Linked DNA regions of Triticum aestivum: region 2 is linked to region 1. The links are chromatin contacts, called in public Hi-C maps. All regions are on one chromosome and are shown on one strand. Each heading gives the region's core, a stretch centred on a gene start, on an enhancer-like site or on the middle of the called end of the contact. The rest is flanking DNA. Distances are from core to core; before and after follow the strand shown.

Evidence for each region. A called contact is a pair of places that touch in the nucleus more often than the background predicts.
Region 2: a contact with region 1 is called in a Hi-C map of leaf, with 6 times the contacts expected there. The contact joins the promoter of LOC123059689 here to the promoter of LOC100192187 in region 1. A contact is called at or near these places in 3 of 5 Hi-C or Micro-C datasets (leaf and an unstated tissue).

What each region holds. Positions count from the first base shown.
Region 1 is chr1A:489,310,868-489,316,487 of IWGSC CS RefSeq v2.1, reverse strand. It overlaps LOC100192187 (calcium-dependent protein kinase 16), which reads left to right and starts at 2,537. Exons shown (of 7, transcript XM_044482171.1): 1 at 2,537-3,374; 2 at 4,945-5,088; 3 at 5,166-5,318. The coding sequence starts at 2,681.
Region 2 is chr1A:489,632,846-489,638,465 of IWGSC CS RefSeq v2.1, reverse strand. LOC123059689 (selT-like protein) reads right to left here and starts at 2,989. Exons shown (of 4, transcript XM_044482199.1): 1 at 2,672-2,989; 2 at 2,425-2,495. The coding sequence starts at 2,914.

The DNA of each region.
Region 1 (5,620 bases), core at 1,288-3,787:
GCCCACAACCTTGTACATGCCTACACACGTATTCGCAGTCTTGCTACAACACCTCGCTACCTCCACGGTCACCCTAGCCACACACTGACATTGCGTTGCGACCTAAAGAGGAGAGCTCGGCGCCGCCAATGAGGGAAGCTTGTTGTTGCCATTAAGGTTGAGCTAGCCATTGGATCCAGAGGAAGAGGTCAGTAGGCTTGCACGTGAGGCCGTCGTCACCGTCGAGCCGAGAGGAGGTATACAAGAGAGGAGGACAAGAGGTGGTACCCCGAGGTTGCTGAATGTGATGGCGGGAAGGAGACGTAGATCCATAGGAGAAAGGAGTGCCACAACCGATGACAATGATTACATGCACTCCATAGGGAGAGAGAGGGCGGAGAATTGGTGAAGGCGAGGGGATATGAATATCTTGTACTCTATTGTTCTATTATCATGATGATAGTGAAACATAGCCTCAATGTTGAATGAAAAAAACCATTTGACATAGCTTTTACCTTTCTTTTTTGTTTTGCGTGGAGCTTTTACCTTTACATCACACCACTCATACAACAAATTCATCTTTTATGCGCAGTCTAATCATCTCCTTTGTTTTCTTGTATTTGTATTTCTGTTTATTCTTTTTTTGCGGCAGTATTTCTGTTTATTCTGTTGCATGTTTTTTCATTCCTGCGTTCAAGATTTTTTTTTTCCAAGCGACACAGAGCCCGATTCCACTGTTATTTTTTTTTTGAGGTAGATTCCACTATCATTGATAATAACGGAACAAAGGTACCAAGCAGCATCCATATCGTAGATTCTGATGACATTCAGGATTTAATAACCACAAGCATCACGTCCTTCAAATTTCCCCTTTAATTAACGCCTGGTCGCAGATTATATCCCGATTCCTTGTTGCACGGGCTGATGCAATCGCGTAATACCGGGGTTTTAAGAAAACTTTCTGACAGCATCTTTCATCGTCATCAGATTAATAAAATCACTAAACAATGGCTAAGGCCAACTCCACCGCATGACCGTAAACGGATGTCCGTTTCGTCCGGAATCTGTTCGTTTGGGGTGGAAATGGGTGGCAAAACGGACATACACGTCCGGATATAGTTGGAGACGCCCAACGCACCAACCAACCCCAAACTATCTGTCTCGGCCGCACGTCTCAACCGCCCGCGAGCTCGCGCTCTGACTCCGCCCGTTCCCCACTGTGGTATGCCGGCCGGCGCTCGCCCCGCCTGCGCCGCGCCCCGCCTCCACGCCACGCCCGCGTCGGGCCCCTGCCCCCGCCCGCTGCGCCGTCGGGTCGTGCCCCGCCTCCTCGCCCCGGCCGCTCGAGCCTGCCTCGCCCTGCCGTCGCCGCCCGCGTGCGCTCGCCCCCTGCCGTCGCGCGCTTGCCCGCGCCTGCAGCCGCGCGAGCTCGCCGCCCTCCCCCGCAGCCGCCGGCCCGCCCCGCCTTCCCTCTCCACGCCCGCCGCCGCGCCCCGTCACCCGGCGACGCGCCGCCGCGCTCGCGCACGACGCCTCCTGGGCGCGCGCCTCCAGCTCGCAGCGGCGCCGCACCCCGCTCTCCCGCGCTCGCGCTCCGGCACGCGCCGCGCTCGCCCACGGCTGCAGCACAGTGGTGTGCACCGGCATGGGGAGGAGGAAAATATGGAGAGAGAGGATGGTAGGTGGGCCACGTGAGTGAAGAGGAGAGAAGATGACAGGCGGGCCAGGGTCACATGCACAAAGGACACTGCCGGACGAGGACGACCCAGAAAGCGTCCGCTTGTGTCCGCTTTGGATGCAAACCCAGCTCAAATTTGAGTCCACGATGAGGTGGGACGGATAAGAAATGGACTTTTTTTACGGATGGGTTGCGCGTTGGGTCGTCTCATTTGTACGTTTAACTCCAAACGGAGATAACCGAACGTTTTGGGTCGCGCGGTGGAGATGGTCTAAGGCTGTTTGTAATGGATAGTATCATAAGTTAGTATCATGCATATGGTACTAATGTGTGATACTACCTCCCTAATACATAGTATCATGTACTAGTATCATAGATGACTTTATTCATTGTCATGCATGACACATAGTAGCATTGCATTTATTATGATACGGTATCATTGTATGATACCCAACTATCTCTTTCTTCATTTAATTCTATATCACATCATCAAAATTGCCTACTTAACATGCATGATACTAGTTATGATACTCCCATTAGAACCGGGCTGGTTTTTATCTCGCCAGATTCCTCCGTCCACGGCCGGCCGTCGAAACAAAACCCCGGTCGCTGAATCCGGTCAAACTGCCGACGACCGTGGGCCCCGCCACCCCCGAACTCCCCGCAGAGGCCCCGACCCCGCCCTCGGGCCCGCTGCCCAGCGACCCATCGGGCTCACCAAACCATCATCACATGTGGGAATGTTCCCACCCCTGTCCTCCCTCCTCGCGGCTACGCGTCCCCCGCGCCCCGTCCCCCACGGCTCCTCCATACCGTTACCCGACGACACAGGTCTCGTCCCTCTCCACTGCTCCAAAGACTAGTACCGCTCTGTCTCTCCTCTCTAGCTAGCTAGCCCCCCTCTCTTCTCTGTCCCTCGGCACAGCACACAGCAGCCAGTCCATCTCTCTCTCTCCTCCCCCACCCGCGCGGCGCCCAATGCCGTACGAACCCTAGCGGGCCCACCCCCGATCTCGCGCGGCCATGGGCAACTGCTGCCGCTCCCCGGCGGCCGCGGCGCGGGAGGACGTCTCGTCGTCGCACTTCCCCGCCTCCGCCGGGAAGAGGAAGCCCCACCAGGCGCGCAACGGCGGCGGCGGCGGCGCGGGGGGAGGCGGGGGCGGGGGCGGCGCCGGCGCCGGCGGGGAGAAGAAGCGGCTGTCGGTGCTCGGCGAGGAGGGCCGCGACGTGAGCGGCGGGATCGACGGCAAGTACGCGCTGGACCGGGAGCTGGGGCGCGGCGAGTTCGGGGTCACGTACCTGTGCATGGACCGGGGATCCAAGGAGCTGCTCGCCTGCAAGTCCATCTCCAAGCGCAAGCTGCGCACGCCCGTCGACGTGGAGGACGTGCGCCGGGAGGTGGCCATCATGCGCCACCTGCCCCGCAGCGCCAGCATCGTCACGCTGCGGGAGGCCTGCGAGGACGACGGCGCCGTGCACCTCGTCATGGAGCTCTGCGAGGGCGGGGAGCTCTTCGACCGCATCGTCGCGCGGGGCCACTACACGGAGCGCGCCGCCGCCGCCGTCACGCGCACCATCGTCGAGGTCGTGCAGCTCTGCCACCACCACGGCGTCATCCACCGCGACCTCAAGCCAGAGAACTTCCTCTTCGCCAACAAGAAGGAGAACTCCCCGCTCAAGGCCATCGACTTCGGCCTCTCCATCTTCTTCAAGCCCGGTGAGCCGCCGAGATCCACCGTGATTCGGACGAACTGGTCGCTGCACTTTTGGGCGTTTTTTTTCTCTGTCTAAGCGCGTGATCCGTGGGTTGGTGGCCGTTTCTGGGTGGAATTTTTGGTAGTGCTCGGTACTGTAGCTGAGTGCTATTTCCGTGCTTGCGTAATCTGACTAGAACTAGATTTTGGTGGTTCTCTTTTGGTAGGACTTTTTAGATGTATTCTTTCTTTCGCAGCAAGTTGGTGGTATGTCAGTACTCGGTAGTATGTCTCTTGATATAGTTGCCTCTTGCAGATTGTGCTGCTAGTCCAGATACTGGAATCTTAGGTGCTAGGTTGACTTGCTGGTTCATGGGTGACTGCTATTTTTAGGATTTGGGAATCATTAGTGGGATCAGACGGCACATTGCTGTTGCCAAAAATAGTGTACAATGTCGTTTTGCTTGTAGTCCATACTCCATACCAAGTCTTGGTATCTGAATGCTGATACCATGTTCGACCTGAGCTCAATTATTTTGGGAAATAGTAAGGCATCAGGTGGCCTATCTTCATCTATACGTAGCTGTTAGTTGACTTATCGTTATGTATAAGCAGCTCATTTGGCGGCAGTAGTATTGGTTATTATTTATAAGAAGTCATACTGATCATGAAAAATATGCCACAGTGAACTTTGAAACAATACTGATAACAGTTTCACACAGTTGTGCCCATTTATATTGCTTGCTCTCACTCAATAGGCACCATTTGTCCATTTCTGTTCCATATCTCTTACCCTCTTGTTGAAAAAGTAATTAAGTCTTGAACTACTTGAATCATCAATGTGCTGTAAATCTATGCTCGGTTCTATACCATATTTATCTTGTTGATTTCCTGTTATGAAACATTTCACATCCCGCAGCTTTAACCTTATTGAGTTTATTGTGGAATTCTCACCCTTGCTCGTGTGTCACTTGTCCTTCATGCCATAAATACTTACAAGCACCTAGTCTTTGTTGCCATACTGATCTTGCTTACTTGGTTTGTTTGTTTGTTTCAATCACTAAGAATTGACTCCACTTGATTTTAATGTATGTATGGAGCCACCAAACAGTTGTAACTTGTGGGCTTATATCTTGCCGTTGCCGTAGCTTCATACATTTAACTTGCTTCACAAAAAGAAAGTGGTCTATCTGTTTCTTGTTGATTTGTTCGCTGTTGATTATAGGCATCCCAAATGGTTTTAGGCAACACATCTTATTACCAATCTGGCCTTTGGTGTTAATCAACATAGCATCTTTATAGGCTTGAAAACACGTGTCCTTGTAGGAAGAATGTACTAATAGATAAGCCATCTGAAAATGTGTAATGTGCCTTTCCTTATACGACGCTGTTGGATTTGTAATGCCTCTTTATGTCAAGAAAGCCTCAAATATCACTTTTTATGTTTGTAATTCGAGTCAACTGGAACTTCGATGATTTACTTTGCTATCTGTCGCACTCCTTTAATTATTCCCTGTGAAATGTCTATTATACATATAGTTGTTTTAACATTTTGTACCGTACATAATATGATGGCATTATGCAATTGTTTAGGTGAGAAGTTCTCTGAAATTGTGGGAAGTCCCTACTATATGGCTCCTGAAGTGCTGAAGAGAAACTATGGACCTGAAATAGACATTTGGAGTGCTGGCGTTATCTTGTATATATTGTTATGTGGTGTTCCTCCATTTTGGGCTGGTACTTTGCCTTATCTTTGCGAGAACCTTTTATCCTTCAGCTTTGCTTTCGCGCGGTCTTACCATGCTATATTGCAGAGACTGAACAAGGAGTGGCACAAGCTATCCTTCGGGGAAATATAGATTTTAAGAGAGAACCCTGGCCCCATGTTTCTGATAATGCTAAAGATCTAGTTCGGCAGATGCTTCAGCCTGACCCGAAAATCAGGCTAACGGCAAAGCAAGTTCTTGGTAAGATGTACATAGTGGTAGTGCTTTCAAACCGGCACTGTGTTATGTTAGTTTCAATATCCTCAAAGTTCCCAAAACATCAAATTTGTGTAAGTTCCTACTGTTTGGTGCTGCTTTAAACTTCAGCCTGAACCCCCTTTCATGTTCTGTTTTTCAATTTGCAATGTGTAATCTGATAGCTAGAAGATCACTGGACCAGTCTGCCTGGTTTTGGATAGTTCTCCATTTTTGCACATAAGTATCTACCAACCATATCCTGATGTCATGTTATGTAGTTTATTTTGGCTATGCGGTAAATCTGT
Region 2 (5,620 bases), core at 1,740-4,239, 320 kb before region 1:
ATTATGGAGTGGAGTAAAAAATGCATTGGGAAGATGCAAGCCACCATCTCTCTCCTCTTTAATTACCCAACCCCCAATGAGCTAGGTGCATGTAGAAATTAAGAAGACTATGTATAGAATACTATTGGTCTTGATTATCGTGTGATGAGAGAAAATACTTTAAAGTGCATTGGGAAGATAGAAGTACACTCTTTTGTGGACAAATTTTAAACCCAAACGTACACTCTTCACCGGACGGAGGGAGTAATTAATAAGTGGTAGCACACAAAATCAGTAAGTGTGCTGGAACTTTGAAAATTGACAGTCTATAGAACATGCTGCCGCAAGAATTTTCAAGACGTACCATGTAATTTACATAAAACGTGTATAGCACCAAGGTAAAGGGTTAAGAACAAACCTCAAGCCCTACCAATCTACGACTGGAGAAGATATCGTAGTGTTCATTATCACTTGCTAGCGACAAAGAAGCCAGGAACTGCCAGGGAGTGAGGGAGGGATAGTAGCCGACAATCATCAAGTCTCACTAGAGAACTGATTACTTACTGCTACCTAATCAGTGCAAGTTAAATCTCAGCTGACCTGAAGCTAGAAACATTTTAAGTCCATGAATATGCTTACTGTCAGCTTATATTAAATGAATAATGTGTGCTCTCAACATTGCCATCATCTATAGCTGAACTCAACCTGAACTGTACCAGATGAAAGCAAGGATATTGCATCATGCTTACAATGCTATCATCATTAATAGTTTAGACTAAACAAAGAGTGGCAGACTAAAGTAGAACCCTAACAAGTGTGCATATCAATTTTCCTCTGGCAAGTTATACGAAACAGATAGCCAGCTGGTGTGGAGCAACTTAAGAAGTGGAAGGGTCCAGCGAAATGCAGCTTGTGTGGTTTGGAAGAGGAAGTGAACCACATCTTGTTTAACCTTTTGCTTGCCAAATGCCAACTAAGTCTGGATCAGCATCAAAGTGGCTCTGTCCAGGGACAGGGTCCCCAGACAACATTGGAGACTTCTTTAGCACTAAGTTATGGGGTGTAACAGGTCAAACAGAAAGGTAATGATCTTCTGCTTTTCAGCAGTAGCCTCGGGGATTTGCAATATGGCAATGGAGGTGAAGATGCCAGAGCAACAGAAGATGTATTTTACAAGTATTCTATGTTCTGTGCAGCAATGGTGGCCATTGCTACAGGATCAGGAGAAAGAAAAGCTGCTGGAACCGATGGATAAGATTTGGCAACAGATTCCTGTGCACCGTGGCCGTACATAGGTGCATTAAGGGGTATTACTCGTTCTTTGTGGTTTTCTTTGACGCCAAAGTTGATTATGTATTTTCTTCTTATCAAGACTCTAGCCGTGTGAGTTCTTTTGTTGGTCAGTTCTGGGCCTTTTTGTGTTAGCTGTAATCAGGAGCTGGTCACCCCAGCACATCTTCCCTATCCCTGTACAGTGTTAGCTTTATAACCAAGCCAGCGAAAAGTGTTTGTCCAAATAGAACAAATATGATAGTTTGGAATAAATTGTGTAACTACACATAGGAGATTGGGGACTAGAGCATAGGTTGGGACTCAGGAGGTCAAACCAGGGAGATAACAGATTGATAAAATATAAACTCACAACAACCATCAAGTTGTTGTTTAGGAGTTTTCCCTCTTTTTTACTTCTTGACATCAGAAAGACATACGCTTATCTCCTCACCAGCAACCTACATATCAGTCTGTTCAAACCACACTGGAATATAGTTAACTGTTCCACCATTACCTATGTACTTTGGAAGCAAGATTGTGAGGCGTCCCTATAACACAGTGCCGAGGTCCTCATGGATTTCGTTGTCGAGAGTGAAAAAGATCTCACAAGTACTCCATAAGTCAATTCATATTCCTGAATCAGCCCTTCTATAGGAGCACTTACTTGACCCCTGAGTAATGAATTAAAGGATACTCATTCGATCTCTAATTCTAATCCAATTCCTTTCATATTTAAACAATATTCCATATTTATTCCAATAGCACCTCTTACTTGATCCATGTACATATTTCATAACAGTGTCTGACTTTTAATGTTTAACAAAGCATTAACACTGTCACCAGCGCACTAACATTTTCATGAACAATAACTGCTCCTCCAGTTCCACACTACTAGTTTAACGCAACTGTATTAAGCGTTCGGCATTAGCAAATGCTATCTAACAACCACCAGTGAGACTGGTTTTACTGGAGTACCAAATAATCCACCTCCTAAATCATTCTGCATGATAAATTGGTCCGTGTATTGGCGTCTGGTCAACCAAGGCAGGCACACAGCAATTCCAAACACTCAGTATCCGGTACACGACGCATAAGTTCACTTGATCCGCACAGGCAAACTAACAGCGCCAACTTAGCAAGCAAGCAACGAACCATCAGTCGGCGGAGACTCACTTGTACGAGCAGGAGGCGCAGAACTGCAGCTCCACGGTCGTGCCGAATCCAGCTCCTCCCTCCAGATTGGGCTGCTGCGGTTTCACCAAAATCAAAAATAAAAACATCAGCTCTGCCGGCCAGATCGGAGCGACAGAATTCCGGGCTAGGGTCTTACGATACGACAAGGGGGAAAAGGAATCTCGGGCTAGGGTCTTACGATACGACAAGGGGGAAAAGGAATCTCGGGCTAGGGTTTACGACCGACCTGTATGGCAGCGGCGGCGGGGTCCGGGTGGCGGTGGTGCGGCGGGTGGGGGTGGTGGTGCGGCGGGTGCGGGTGGTGCGGCGGGTGGGGATGGTGGGGCGGGTGGGGGTGGGGGTGGTGCGGGGGGTGGCCATGGGGGTGGCGCAGGTGGGGAGGCGGCGGCGCGAAGATGTGGGAGAGGTCGGAGATGAAGAGGAGCGCGGGGAGGCCGACGAGGAGGAGCTGCACGCGGTCCATGGCCATCGCCGCCTTCCGGTCGCCCGCTCTCCTCCCTTCTTTTTTCCTGGGACGCGGAACGGAAAGAGGCGGAGCCGGTGCTGAAGGCGACGAGGCACCTTCCTCCGTCTCGTCAAGCCGCCTGCCAGGTGGGCTCCGGTGGTGTGGGTCAGCGCTGTCAGTGGGGTTCCAACGTCGTGCGGCGAAAGGCCGGGAATCTTTTCGTGGTGGAGGCCGTGGGCTCGGGGCCTCGGGCTCGGACGGAAATGCGACTGGTTGGGCTGGACATGCATGTGGGCCTTCTGGGTTTCGACGGCCCACCTACGTTTTTTTTTACGCGAAACGTATTACTGCAGTTGGACCGTCGATCCGTCCAGCTCTGGGACACTCGACAGCCACTTGAGTTGGGTGGGTTCGCTCTCACTGAAAAAACAAATCCGTAGCTGCGGTCAAAAGAAAAAAAAAAGGAAAAAAAGAAAAAACAAATCCGTAGTTCTCTCTGCAGAAAGAGAGATGAGCTGCCTGGCTGCAGCCTTGCAGCGTAAGGGAGACGCCCCATGATGCCCAGGCAGACAACTGAGCTTTCTTCGGGTCAATGTCAATCATAGTTTGGCCCAGATCAGTTTGGTGAGCGACCTTTGGAGTCTTGGGGTAGAAGCTCGCCACCGGGTCTTACCGGCAAGACAAAACAAGTGTTCCACTCAAGACTCAAAGTTGGTGCGGTCTACTATAAAACAAACTATGTATACAGCAGGAAAGAGCCCAAATGTTATGTTGTTGTCCATTGCTCGCTCCAAAGTTGGCCAGGCGCCACGCGGGAAAGAGCCCGGCCATGAGGTTTTTCACACGCGAGCAGTTTCGCACTGATCGCCATCTCCAGAAGCATGCGCACAGTTTCGGCTCTTCCACGCGGTAAAAGTGATGGTGTGGACGAAATGGATCGGGCCGAACTGCTGAGGCGAAACGTGCATGGCAGAAGGAAATGGCAATCATGCTCACGCTGCCATGCATGCATCTGCGCCTGCGCGGCGCTCGTTTGACAGCGTGCCATGCGCCGTCTGCGATGCGCCTGACAGTTGACGGAGAGTGCACTATGCACTCCACTCGGGCTCGTCTCGACTTGGCTGGCCCGACAGGTTAAACGGCAGTAATGCCGCTGCCGGGAGTGCCTTCTTCTGTGGTAATCAAAATAGTAACACGTACTACGGGCATATGACAAGACATGTGAGGCCCGCCTTTTACTAAATCTCAAGCCCCGTACGTGGTAGGCCTCTTCTTAAGTTCTGATTCAAACACGACCCGTAAAGTTTGAATGGTCGAGCACACCACGCCACCACACACAAGTCTAGGGGCCGGTGTGCGGATCGTCCATGAGCGGTCAGGTGGGCACGTCACGTGTCACGTGTGGCTTACGTGCAGCGTATGGGCGCGCGCGTGTCATCGCGCAAGCAGCCTGGCTGTTCGACTCACGTCCGCGCCCCGTGGAACTCGTTTGTTGGGTGTGTCGAGCTGGCGCCACCGATGGCCGATCGAGCAAGGCCTTTTTTGCTCTTGCTGATATGGAGAGCGGGTCACGTCACGTCCCCCACAAGGGACACGGATGGTGGCTCCATGTTTCCAAGACCGCGTGCTCGGTACACCGTACGCGCACGCACCGCTCGTGAGGCCGGCGGGGCTTCTCTGGCTTCCTTGCGCCCGTCGATCGGCGGAGAGTTCCATCGCAAGCTAGCTGGCATAACGGCGATCTTTAACCAAGATGGACGTGTACGGAGTACAAGATGGAATACGCGGAAAGAGCCAACACGTGGAGTTTTTCTGTTCCGCCAACACGTGGAGTTTAACCAAGATGTTGTAGGTGCAGGCGTGCAGCCAAAACCGGCCGCGACCGCACTGCAGTGCAAGGTTTGGCGTTGGTCTTGTCACCTTTGTCCTCTTGGAGGGTTGGCCTTGCCATCTTATAAATTCTTAATTGCTGTTCCCTAACATTGTTAGCAATGTGTCTTAGGCTGGTCATAGTGGGGAGTAACTTAGACTAGTAACATACATATGTTACTAGTCTATGTTACTACCTTCATAGTGGGTAGTGTCATAGGTGTGGTAACATAGTTGCCTTCATTTATTACTTTATAGACTCATTATGCATTGGAAACCGCTATGTGATGGTAACATATTATGTTACTCTATTTGCCTCTCTCCTCATTAACTACTTGCCACATCATCATTTTTGCTTATGTGGCATATATGTTACTACCTATGTTACTCTCACTATGACCAGCCTTATACCCCCTCCATCTTAAAATAAGTGTCTCGGCTTTAGGGCAATTTCATACTAAAGTTAATATAAAGTTGAGACATTTATTTTGGGACGGAGGAAGTATTAATTTACATCGGAAACATAACATTTCACAGTCTAGGCGGAACAGATAAGTACGTCTAAGGAATTCTCCAGCTTCACCACCACCTTTGAAATGGCAAACATGCACAATAATAAACATCGCAGGGATGCAAAACCCCAATACTTCAAAAGGGGCAATAAGTGCCCCTTTCGCGGTTAAGCGCAACCAAGAAAGCAAAGTACGGTTAATGCTTTGACAAATTCGCATGGACATTGAAAATCAAGATTGAAGATCCTTGGCACATGGACATGACAAGGTGTGGATGTACGAACATGTGTAGTATATAGTTTTTCAGGACAGCAAGGGCTTCTCATTTCCTATGCTAAAGGCAGGCACT